Linked DNA regions of Pan troglodytes: region 1 is linked to region 2. The links are chromatin contacts, called in public HiChIP or PLAC-seq maps. All regions are on one chromosome and are shown on one strand. The core of a region is the stretch at or near the end of the contact, and the rest is flanking DNA. Distances in the headings are between cores, read along the strand shown. Region 1 holds the start of ZC3H10 (zinc finger CCCH-type containing 10). Region 2 holds the start of SPRYD4 (SPRY domain containing 4).

Region 1 (5,257 bases), core at 1,611-4,110, 350 kb after region 2:
CCTCAGCCGTGGGGGAAGCTCTCCTGTCTTCTTATAGCCATCCTCATCCTCCTTGGAGCCATGGATGAAACGGCAATTTGGGCGGCTACACTCCTTGTTCTGGAAGTCATGGCAGAAGATGAACTCGTTTTTGCTCACCCCCAAGTTGGACACCTCGCTCATGTCTGGGTGGCGATATCGGCAACGCTTGCCTCGCTTGCACACATTCCTCAAGAAGTCTCTACAGATGGCATCTGAGCTGGCCCCGCCACTGCCTGCCCCTGCCCCACTGGCCTCCTCGCTGCCACCACCTCCAGGGCCTCCACCGCTGCTCCCGGTACCGTTGGCATAGCTGTCCCGGTCAGGCATCCTGGTCCCGCCCAACTCAGGGTTTTCTTTATCTTGCCACTCTTGGTGACCACTACAAAAGAGGAGAACTGTATCAAACAGGAGTCCTCCAGGGAGATCCCACTCTTCCTGACTATAAAGCAGGTGGCCCAGAGGGGCAATGGCTTTAGAGATGGAGAATCTAAGGGATAAGAATTCTGGCTGAAATGTCTGACTCATCAAAAGCCCCTCCCAGGGTTTTGTGCACCTGGTCTGGGTCAGAATGATTCACACTTGCCTGGCTAACGGAGGAGGGATAGGCCCAGGACGGAGCAGGGAAAAAATAGTGTTGGATTTCATCTTTCCTTTTGAGCTGACCTTATTAAAGTTGTGGAAGTGAAATTAAAACTGCAGTCAGTATCTGAATAGTCTGGAAGGAAACTGGGAATAGTGCCCAAGATGGGCTACTGAGCTACTAGGGCTGTAGAAGATGGGACACTGGTAACAAAACTTCCTTAACCCCCTTTCCTTTTCCTCAGGTAAGGGCTCTGTACACATCAAATCTCTAGAAACCAAGAAATCCTGGGTGAAGAGACTGGTGTCACCAGCTTGAGGGGAGTCTCAAAACCTGTCATATTTTAGTATTCCCTCCCAGCCATCATCACTGTCAACGGCAGAGAGGTCAGCCCCTTCTGTTTCAGGATAGGAGTTCTAAGTTAGAGTCTCCACTTCTAGATTTCCCAGGACAAACCATTTGTGATAAGGTCAAGTGGGAAGGAGTTAATTTCACAGGAACAAGTGACCTTTCCCCATTCCCCACCCCCTTCCTACTCCCCTATGTGAAGATCCCACTGACATCCAACCACACCATTCCTCAACCCATAAAGATCCTCTTTATTTATAGACTCCATAAAAGCTTTTAAAGTCTCCTATTTCCCAAGAGAGCTTTGGAATGTCAGTCCACTGCCCTGGTTCTAGCCCTCCCCTCTCTCCACCCCCAGTAAGACCTGGAGTCCCTGCTACCACGTGTCTGACCTCCCAAGCCTTTCCTATGCGGTGTTCAGGCTCCCCCTGCTGCTGAAATAGGAAAACTTCATATTGTTCCCTTTGAGAATAAGGGAATCTTTCCTAACTCCTTTGGCCTTGACCTACCCCCACCCCACTACTGTGACTTTGCCTTCAGATCTCCCTAAAATGAACTAACCAAACCAGAGGCCAGAGTTACAAGAGAATCTGTAAGAGGGTCCTCCTCCTCTAAAGAGAGGTAGTCCCAGAATAATAGAAGCAATCAAGGAAAGAAGTGGTAAAAGAAGATACAAACTTTTAGTAAAGGGGAATGACCAGGTGAAGTACAAATGCCATCTATCCAAGCCTGGCTGACGTTGCAAGTCGCACCAGCAGCAGATAATTAGTTATGATGCTCCTCCCCACCCAACTCTCCCAGAATTGATACCTGAGGTAGCTCAGGTGAAGTCCGGGGCTCCTGTGGGTCTCCACCTCCACATCACTGCTGGGTTCTGAGCAGGAAAAAAACAGAGACTTGGGTGGAAGAAGGAGTAAGAGTGGAGGACTATGGGGTGGTTGTCACAAGAAATCTGACAAAACGGCAAAGCTTCGGGAACGTGAGGATTTCCTCAGGGTTCAAACTGAACTTCACCTGTCCAAGGGAGAAGTTGCCAGTAAGAAGAGTAAGAGATAAAACTAATTCGGAGGGACTGGGAGGATGGGTTGGAAAACCAGCCCTGAGTGAACAAAGAGTGCGGGGCGCCCTGCCTCAAGATGAAAGAGGATGTGAGGGTCAGAGCACGGCCAAGGGCTGGAGTTAGTAATGGCTAGTGAGGAACCTTAAAAAGGCAGCGTCTGACAGTGCATTGGGATGGCCGATTAGACTTGAAGGCAGTGATTGTGACGCTTCCCAACACCCTAGAGTTTGCGAAAGAAGTCCTAGGAGTTTTCCCGCAGCAAGTCTTCTAGCTTGGCAGGTTCCGTGCAGTGCCGCCGGCGCTCAGCCGTGGGCTACGTGAATGGGACACTAAGGGCGCGCGAAGTGAAGCGGGGAGCTGGAGCTCCAGGTGTCATCAAGCTGAGGGGATGGGCAGGGTTGTGACGTCACGAAGCTGGCGTTTGCTCGCGATGCGGGGTCACTCAGAAAAGGGGCACTGCCCTGGGGTGTGAGGACGAGCCAGCTCGGTTCTGGGGGGCCTTCTGTGGCCTGGCCGAGCCCAGCCGCTGGGCCGGCCCCGACTCCTCCCCTCCGGGCGCGGCCTCCACCTAAGTCTCCCGCCTCCCTCACCTGCCGCCGCCGCCGTAGTTGCTGCTGCCGCCTGCCGGTCCTCTAGCTTCGACAAAGAGCCGCCTACCCGATCGCTCTTCCGCTTCCTGCGGAAGAAGCGACGCTCTAGCCACCAGACCCGGAACCATACTCTATGGTGTATGAAGTACGCGTGCGACATGCCGCAGGACGTTCCCAGCACGCTTTGCGTGTCACCATGGCAACCCAACCCAAAGGCACGACATGGTCTACTAAGCGGTAGTCGCCAGGGCAGCCCTCCTGGAAAGGGGCGGTACCAGCATTGGCCCCTAATAACCAGCGAAACCTAAAACCTGCCTCCAGAGACGTACCATATCCCATCCAACTCCAGCGAGATGCAAACCACACCACATAACCCGGGCTGTTGCCTTTATAGCTTTGATACCCTCCATAGCACAGGTAGTGACAGGCCAAACTCTAATGACAGAAAACCCCCACCCGATGGAACCATAAAAAACATAATAGACAAGATGATTTAATTCTTCAGCTAAAACAGCGGAAGAGGTGATTTATTATATGGTTGTTACACTCGGCCACAAATAAACACAGAAATAGTCCAGAATGTCACAGGTCCAGGGCAGAGGACCAACATGGGCATTTTGTTTATGAGCAAGGTGGGTCTCAGAGGTGATCGGCGATCAGAGGGCGATGAAGTTCTAGATCCATTGAGACAAGCTCTAGACAGTAGCATGCAGTCCCACAACTTGTACCAGCATCCCCAGCGTCTGGCATTCCATGTTTCTGCTCCTGTGGCCACCACGGTGCAACAAGCTAGCGGTTTACTTGGACCTCTGCCTCATCTTTCTTCTTTTGCGCTTCAGCCTGAAAAGCAGACACAGGAATAGAATACACCTCAAACCAGAGTTGTCTTTCCCTCCCACATTAAATCAAACGTCCACATAAAGAATGAGGTGGTAAAATGAACAAGCACTACGGTTCTATCGTTCTCTGTTCTGTTAAATTCTTGGCTCTAGGGAGAGAACACTCAAACGTTTTTCTCCTAAAGACCTTTTAAGATTTCCAAACCAAATGTTTCTCCTAAGTTTTGTCCAAGGAACTTCCCTACTCCTGGGCTGGCAAAGTCTCAACGTACCTGCGCATTCGCTTCTTCCTCCACTAGCAACCGATCACAAGCAGCAGATAATTAAAATAAAAAAAAAAAAAAAGGGATGAAGCTTATTAGTAGGCTTAGCAAGGATATGAAATGCACTCTTTAGAAACGGACAGATTCTTAACCAAGAAGTATGAAAGATTGGTCGTAACAACTACATCAGTAACTTGGACACCCTCCCAACATAAGATCAGAATTCCACCCTTTTCTAATCCCACCCTCTCTACCCATAGCACTTAACCGCTAGCTCTCTCACAAACTACCTTCTCTCTCCCACCAGCTCTTGGGCACCCTCGAAACCCAGTAGTTCAGGAGGTATGGCGGACTTGCCTTCGTCTCCCCGCTACTACTCGCCAACTCCTACCTCCCAAGCTTACTACCAGGAACCGCTCACCTTGGCTCTCATGGCGCAGAGGTTTCTACAGGGAAAGAGAGAAAGGCTACAGTTAGTTTGCTGTGATGATGCTAAGTGCCGAGGTCAGATGTCTATGGATTGTACACGGAATCCCAACGCAGGAACCAAAAACACTCACCCAAAAAAATGGCGCTAAGGCCGAGAGAAAGCCGAGGTTCCGTCTACGGCTATTTAGTGGAGCGCCGGGTGTCGTCACTTCCGCTTTCACGCCCTTTGCCCCCCCCAAGGGCGGGGCTACCCAATGGGCGTAACAATGGTTTTCGGACCCTCTTGCAGAGGAGTAGGTTGAGTTAGTTCTTTCGGAAGACCGAGTATTTGGTTTTCGAGTTACCAGTTCCCCCCCAGATTTAGTATGAGGACGCTGTGTTATTTAAACGTCAGCACCTATTTCCAATATTGGACCTAGAGGTGCAGACGGGGAAAAAATTGTGACCGCCACCTTCCCTCGCATTGCTTCTTGGGAGTTGCAGTTCCCTGGAGAAGTCCTCCATTTTGCTATGGATAGGCGCGGACTGTACAGAAATTCTTGTTTTACTGGTTTGCCTTCTTTTCTTTTTCTTTCTTTCTTTCTTTCTTTCTTTCTTTCTTTCTTTTTTTCTTTTTTGAGACAGGATCTCACTGTGTCACCCAGGCTGGAGTGCAGTGACGCGATCTCGGCTCACCGCAATTTCCGCTTCCTGAGTACAAGCGATTCTCCCGCCTCAGCTTCCCGAGCAGCTGGGACAACAGGCGCGCGCCACTTGGCTAATTTTTGTATTTTTAGTAGAGACGAGGTTTCGCTGTGTTGCCCAGGCTGGTCTCGAACTCCTGAGCTCAAGCGATCCGCCCGCCTCGGCCTCTCAAAGTGCTGGGATTACAAGCATGAACCACCGCGCCCAGCCGGTTTGCCTTATTTTCTAAAATAAATTGCTGCAGGGTGATTCGATTGCGGAACCATCGAAGGTCCTAAGATTTCAGAACATAGGAAGATATAAAGTGGGGATTCGGGAAAGCTGCCATACTTCAAAAAATATTCTCTCACTGTTTAAGATAGAGCAATTATTTTTCCTAAATTTCAAGAATAAAATAGCTGATTATGGTCTTTCCCCACGATGCCTGAAGCAAAATATCACTA
Region 2 (5,697 bases), core at 1,327-3,826:
ATCATGAGAGAGATACTCTGGTGGAGGGACTCTAGCTACCATGCACATGTACATATCCACAGAATATGGGAAGTGGGAATGGCTATATACATGGCTTTAGTAGTCTGGAGAAATCTACTCCCCTTGGCCAGGACATGCTGCTGCTACTGCTAACAGCCAATTTTATAGACAGAGAAAGTATTTTGTGTTCAAATAAACTTTAATTACCAAATCATTTTTGCTAAACCCAGTCCTTCTTTCTTCCCTAGGGGTATCTAGCTTCATCACCATCATAGAAGGTAGAAAAAGATGGAATCACAGGGTCAAAGCACAGCTTCTCTACCTACCCTACCAAACAGTACATATTCACTTACCCCACCAGGTTTTTCTCAACTCCAAATACTGCTTTAGGTTAAGTGTATTCTGCTGCCAAGGGAAGCGTAGGTTTGAGTCTAAACAGGCTCTGAAACAGATTGTGCAAAACCTCAGGCCTCCTTCCTTCCTCGGGAAGTTCCAACTGTGGCAGAAATGAAGATGGAATTTCTCAAGAATAAACAGTTTTGGCCGGGTGTGGTGGCTCACGCCTGAAATCCCAGCACTTTGGGAGGCGAAGGTGGGCTGATCACATGAGGCCAGGAGTTCGAGACCAGCCTGGCCAATATGGTGAAACCCCATCTCTACTAAAAATATAAAAATTAGACGGGCATGGTGGCACACACCTGTAATCCCAGCTACTCAGGAGGCTGAGGCACAAGAGTCGCTTGAACCCAAAAGGCAGAGTTTGCAGTGAGCCAAGATCATGCCACTGCACTCCAGCCTGGGTGACAGAGTGAGACTCTGTCTCAAAAAATAAATAAATAGTTTCTAGCACTCATCCCCTAGATATCGCCCAAGTGTCTCTCTTCCCCTTTGGTCAAGGTTATAACTGGGATAATGATTATGACAGACTGGCTGGGTGTCAGAGGTACAGATTTAAGGTAGATGGACTCAGGGTAAGGATAGCTACAGCTGTGTGGGGCTGAAGGTCTGTGGCACTGAGCTACTGGGGAAGGAGGGCTCTGTTTTCATTTTGACACACTGAGTTAATAAAGCACTTACTGAGGGAGCCAGAGCCCAAACTCTAAATGTGCTGTAGAAAAAGGGCCAAGTCATTGACTGCACCACTCCTTCAGCCAGAGGTAGAAAGGATTTACTCTTCAGCGATCTGGTAGAGCCCCAAGAACAAGTTACATGTGGACAAAGGGAGGGAGAGGTATCATGGTGATTAATAAATTCAAACAAAGCTGAATGATAAGACCCCAGGATGGAATACAGTCTGAGAAAGGCCTGGGCAAAGGGAGGCAGAGAGACTGAAGGAAGCAGGTCAGGGAAGATACACCCATGGTAGCCTAGGAAATTGGCAGTAGTTGGTGGGTGGGGAAAAGGAGGGTTTGGCTGTATGCCTAGCTTTCACAAGGTAGGGGATGAGGAAGATGATTATGATATTGCACAGAGGATCCAACACTGAATTGTGGGAGCTAGAGGTTGCTTGAGGCAAAGTAAAAAGGCTTCAGACACTTTCAAAAGGAGGCTGGCCAAAGGCGTGATTAGGGACTCCAGTAATGGACATACTAGAGGCCCTCGGGCACCTCAAGCCCTGAATGGGTCAGCAGCTCCCCATCCCAGAGAGCAAAGGCAGGCACCACTGGACCCCGGAAATCTGTCTGTAGCGTGTGAACCACAGAGACCTGGCTCACATCCACCAGGCTCAGCTTCTGGGCCTCATACTCCAGCAACAGCCCCACCTTCTCTGGCTGCCCAATACCCTCAACTGGGGCTTTCTCGTTGGCCAACATGGTGTACCACTTGCGCTGGGCATAGGTGAACACCCAGGAACGATCATCAACACCAATGCAGCTATCCCGGGACATGTCCACATCTGCCACTCCTATCCGGAACTGCTGGGAGCGCTTCACTGTCACTTCCCAGTAGTGTCTGCCACTGGTGACCGCTGTGTCTGCCAGCACCACTGCCCACTCCCGGAAGCGCTCCACATTCAAGGCCACCTTGGTGGGCTCCAATCCCACCAAGCCATATTTGACACCCGTATCATCTCTGAAGAGTGCCAGGCTGCTGTGGGCGGTTTTTTCTTCCAGTTTGAAACTGACGCCTGCGGGCAGAGCAAAAAGACGGGATAATAACAGGGGCTAGAACCCTAGGGCTGGTGATATATTCAGATCTGAGGCAGGCAGCCATGATACACGAGCAACTAGGGAAGAGTCAGAATGCCAAGCGGGCAAGAGAGTCGCGAGGTCGCTTTACTACGGATAGCTCACGGAGCTGAAAAACTCGGAATTTAAAGAAACCAAATGGTATCACAGGTTTGGAATCTCGAGACCAAGGCAGGTAAGGAAGGAAAAGACCCGAGAGGGTTGGAGTTGCTTCTCGGAGTGGGGTCTGGGAATAATAGACGGCAGCCATTCTGGAGGTAAAAGAGTAAAAACAGATAATCCTACCTCTCTGGGCCTCTGTGGAGGCAACTCCCAATCGTTTGGCTCCCCAGCGGCACAAGCGCAAAGAACGTGCAAAAAGCAGCGCCATCTTGCGCCTTGGATGAACCGGGCACGCCTCCCGCTTACAAACACAGCCATCTGCCCGCCCGCTCCCCTAGCACGTGGTGCGCGAGGGGCGGCCGCGCAGTGTTATGACGTAGAGCGACGCCCGGGGGCGGGCGGCCGCCAAGGTAGTGGTTTCTGTTCTGTTTCTACCCGCGGTTAATGCTGCTTATTCAGTTTTTCTGCGTAGACGAACGCTGCTCACATTTGAACTACGTAAAACTTTTAGAGATATAGTGTAGCCAGATGCTTAGAAGTATAGATTTTAAAATTAGACAGTACTGTAATTAGCTTTGATCCCGGCTTCACTGTGTGAGTTTGGGCAACTCACTCCACTTTTCTGAGCCTTAGTGTTCTAATTTATAAAATAGAAATTATATACAGACCTTAGTAATAATTAAGTGAGAATAATCTAGGCCGGGTGCGGTGGCTCACGCCTGTAATCTCAGCACTTTGGGAGGCCGAGGCAGGCGGATCACGAGGTCAGGAGATCAAGACCATCCTGGCCAATATGGTGAAACCCCGCCTCTACCAAAAGTACAAAAATTAGCCGGGCGTGGTGGCGCGCGCCTGTAATCCCAGCTACCCGGGAGGCTGAGGCAGGAGAATCGCTTGAACCAGGGAGTGGGAGGTTGCAGTGAGCCGAGATTCTGCCACTGCACTCCAGCCTGGTGACAGAGCAAGACTCCATCTCAAAAAATAATAATAATAATAATTAATCTAGATATATATTGGCAAATAGCAACCATTGGGTAATTCACAGTTGTTTATAATTAATAGTAAATACATAAATACTGTTAATGTTGGTTTTGTATGTTCAAGGCTAGGAACGGATGGTTTAACTCAGCATTCAGTTTTCTGAACTTAACCAAGAGTAGCAATATTTTGGTTCAGGGTATGAGGTAGGAGATTATGGACAGCCTATATTGAACATTTCGATCTGCATTCCATTTTATTTTATTTTTTGAGACAGGGTCTCATTCTGTCACCCAGGCTGCATGCAGCACAGTGGCGCAAACACAGCTCACTGCAACCTTCATCTCCGAGGCACAAGCGATCTTCCTGCTTCAGCCTCCCATGTAGCTGGGACCACATGTGCACGCACCATGCCCCGTTAACTTTTTTGTAGAAACGGGGGTTTCACTTTGTTGACCAAGTTGTTCTCGAATTCTCGGGCTCAAGCCATCCTCCCTCCCACCTTTGCCTCCCAAAGTGCTGTGATTACAGGTGTTAGCCACTATGCCAGGCCTACATGTTTTGAATCAGTCCACTTCTCAAGGTTCTGCTGGCCAGTGCAATAGCAACATACATCCCACCTCCATCCTCCTACCCCTCAAAAAAGGATTTTAGATATATATTTTTAAAATGTATATTCTGAGACGGAGTGTCACTCTATCACCCAGGCTGGAGTGCAGTGGTTTGATCTTGGCTAACTGCAGCCTCTGCCTCTGGAGTTCAAGCAATTTTCCTGTCTCAGCCTCCTGAGTAGCTGGAATTACAGGTGCCCACCAACCACACCTGGCTAATTTTTATTTGAGACTGAGTCTCACTCTGTTGCCCAGGCTGGAGTGCAGTGGCGCAACCTTGGCTCACTGTAACCTCCGCCTCCCGGGTTCAAGCAATTCTCTTGTCTCAGCTTCCTGAGTAGCTGGGACTATAGGCGCATGCCGCTAATTTTTGTATTTTTAGTAGAGACGGGTTTCACCATATTGGTCAGGCTGGTCTCAAACTCCTGACCTCAGGTGATCCACCCATCTCAGCCTCCCAAAGTGCCGGGATTACAGACGTGAGCCACTGCACCTGGCCTAATTTTTGTATTTTTAGTAGAGACAGGGTTTCACCATGTTGGCCAGGCTGGTCTCGAACTCCTGACCTCAAGTGATCCACCCACCTTAGCTTCCCAAAGTGCTGGGATTACAGGTGTGAGCCACCACACCTGGCTTCTGGCCTAGATATTTAAAAGCCTAAATAACTAACCAAAAATTCTTCCTCCTCTCCCAGAGTGGTAACTGCCTTGAATGGTGCACATGGCCCTAGTTCAGGCCACTGTCATCCTTGGCCTTAAGGCTTTCTCATTTCTTTTATTTATTTATTTTATTTTATTATTTTTTTATTGAGACTGAGTCTCACTCTGTCACCCAGGCTGGAGTGCAGTGGCACAGTCTCGGCTCACTGCAACCTCCACTGCCCAGGTTCAAGCAATTCTCCTGCCTCAGCCTCCTAAGTAGTTGGGACTACAGGCGCCCACCACCACGCCCTGCTAATTTTTGTACTTTTAGTAGAGACAGGGTTTTGCCATGTTGGCCAGGCTTGTCTCAAACTCCTGACCTCAGGTGATCTGCCCGCCTCTGCTTCCCAAAGTTCTGGGATTACAGGCATGAGCCACCGCGCCTGGCCAAGGCTTTCTCATTTCAATGTAGAAATGTGAGTAGTTTCTAAGCTGATCTGCCAGCTTCTATCTGTCTGCTTCTAATTCAATGTCGGCATTACAGTCAGACATGCAACCTCCCTGCTTAAATCTGTTAATGTGCCTGCCTCAAATTCCCTTACATGGTCACAAGGCTTTACATGATATGACTACTGCCTACCTTCTTTGTTCATTTTCACAAAACATGATTTCTTCAAGAGTTCACAGGGCCATTGCAGTATAATTCACTAGGTGCCATGACTGAAGTCATACAGGATGCTCAGGAAACAAAGGAGAAACCTCTGATTTAGTATATTTGAGAGTGGTGGGAAGAGACTTCCCAAAAGCCATACCTATGGCTTGAAAAGCAGAAATGGTTAAGCAAGTGAGGGAATCTCATGAATTGCAACCCATATTCAGCCAGTTGCCCAGAAACCATGGAGTCCTTGGCTTGTCTGTCTCCTCTCACATATCTGATTGTCACTGAATCCCTATCACATTCCCCCTACTCCTACCAGCCCCCACCGTCAACTGCATCAGCCGTCTAACTTGTCTCCATTCTCCCCAGTGCTGCTGAGTGAAACCTATATCACCCATTAGGTTGTGAATTCTTTTTTTTTTTTTGAGACAGAGTCTCACTGTGTTGCCCAGGCTCAAGTGCCGTGGTGTGATCTTGGCTCACTGCAACCTCCGCCTCCCAGGTTCAAGCGATTCTCT

Evidence for each region. HiChIP or PLAC-seq counts read pairs in DNA pulled down with a chosen protein or histone mark.
Region 1: a contact with region 2 is called in an H3K4me3 HiChIP or PLAC-seq map of stem cell-derived excitatory neurons, with 2.4 times the contacts expected there. The contact joins the promoter of ZC3H10 here to the promoter of SPRYD4 in region 2. A contact is called at or near these places in 1 of 7 Hi-C or Micro-C datasets (stem cell-derived neural progenitor cells) and 1 of 1 datasets of contacts at active chromatin or transcription factors (stem cell-derived excitatory neurons).

Annotation. Positions count from the first base shown.
Region 1 is chr10:39,894,039-39,899,295 of NHGRI_mPanTro3-v2.0_pri, forward strand. It overlaps ZC3H10 (zinc finger CCCH-type containing 10), which reads right to left and starts at 2,861. Exons shown (of 3, transcript XM_509133.9): 1 at 2,600-2,861; 2 at 1,760-1,823; 3 at 1-400. The coding sequence starts at 2,759. RPL41 (ribosomal protein L41) reads right to left here and starts at 4,803. Exons shown (of 4, transcript XM_063786577.1): 1 at 4,262-4,803; 2 at 4,123-4,147; 3 at 3,711-3,733; 4 at 3,089-3,439. The coding sequence starts at 4,134. The coding sequence ends at 3,397.
Region 2 is chr10:39,543,155-39,548,851 of NHGRI_mPanTro3-v2.0_pri, forward strand. It overlaps SPRYD4 (SPRY domain containing 4), which reads right to left and starts at 2,577. Exons shown (of 2, transcript XM_001168831.6): 1 at 2,475-2,577; 2 at 181-2,128. The coding sequence starts at 2,559. The coding sequence ends at 1,590. It overlaps MIP (major intrinsic protein of lens fiber), which reads left to right and starts at 2,572. Exons shown (of 5, transcript XM_063786546.1): 1 at 2,572-2,701. The coding sequence starts at 2,572. It overlaps GLS2 (glutaminase 2), which reads left to right. Exons shown (of 18, transcript XM_509148.9): 18 at 1-214.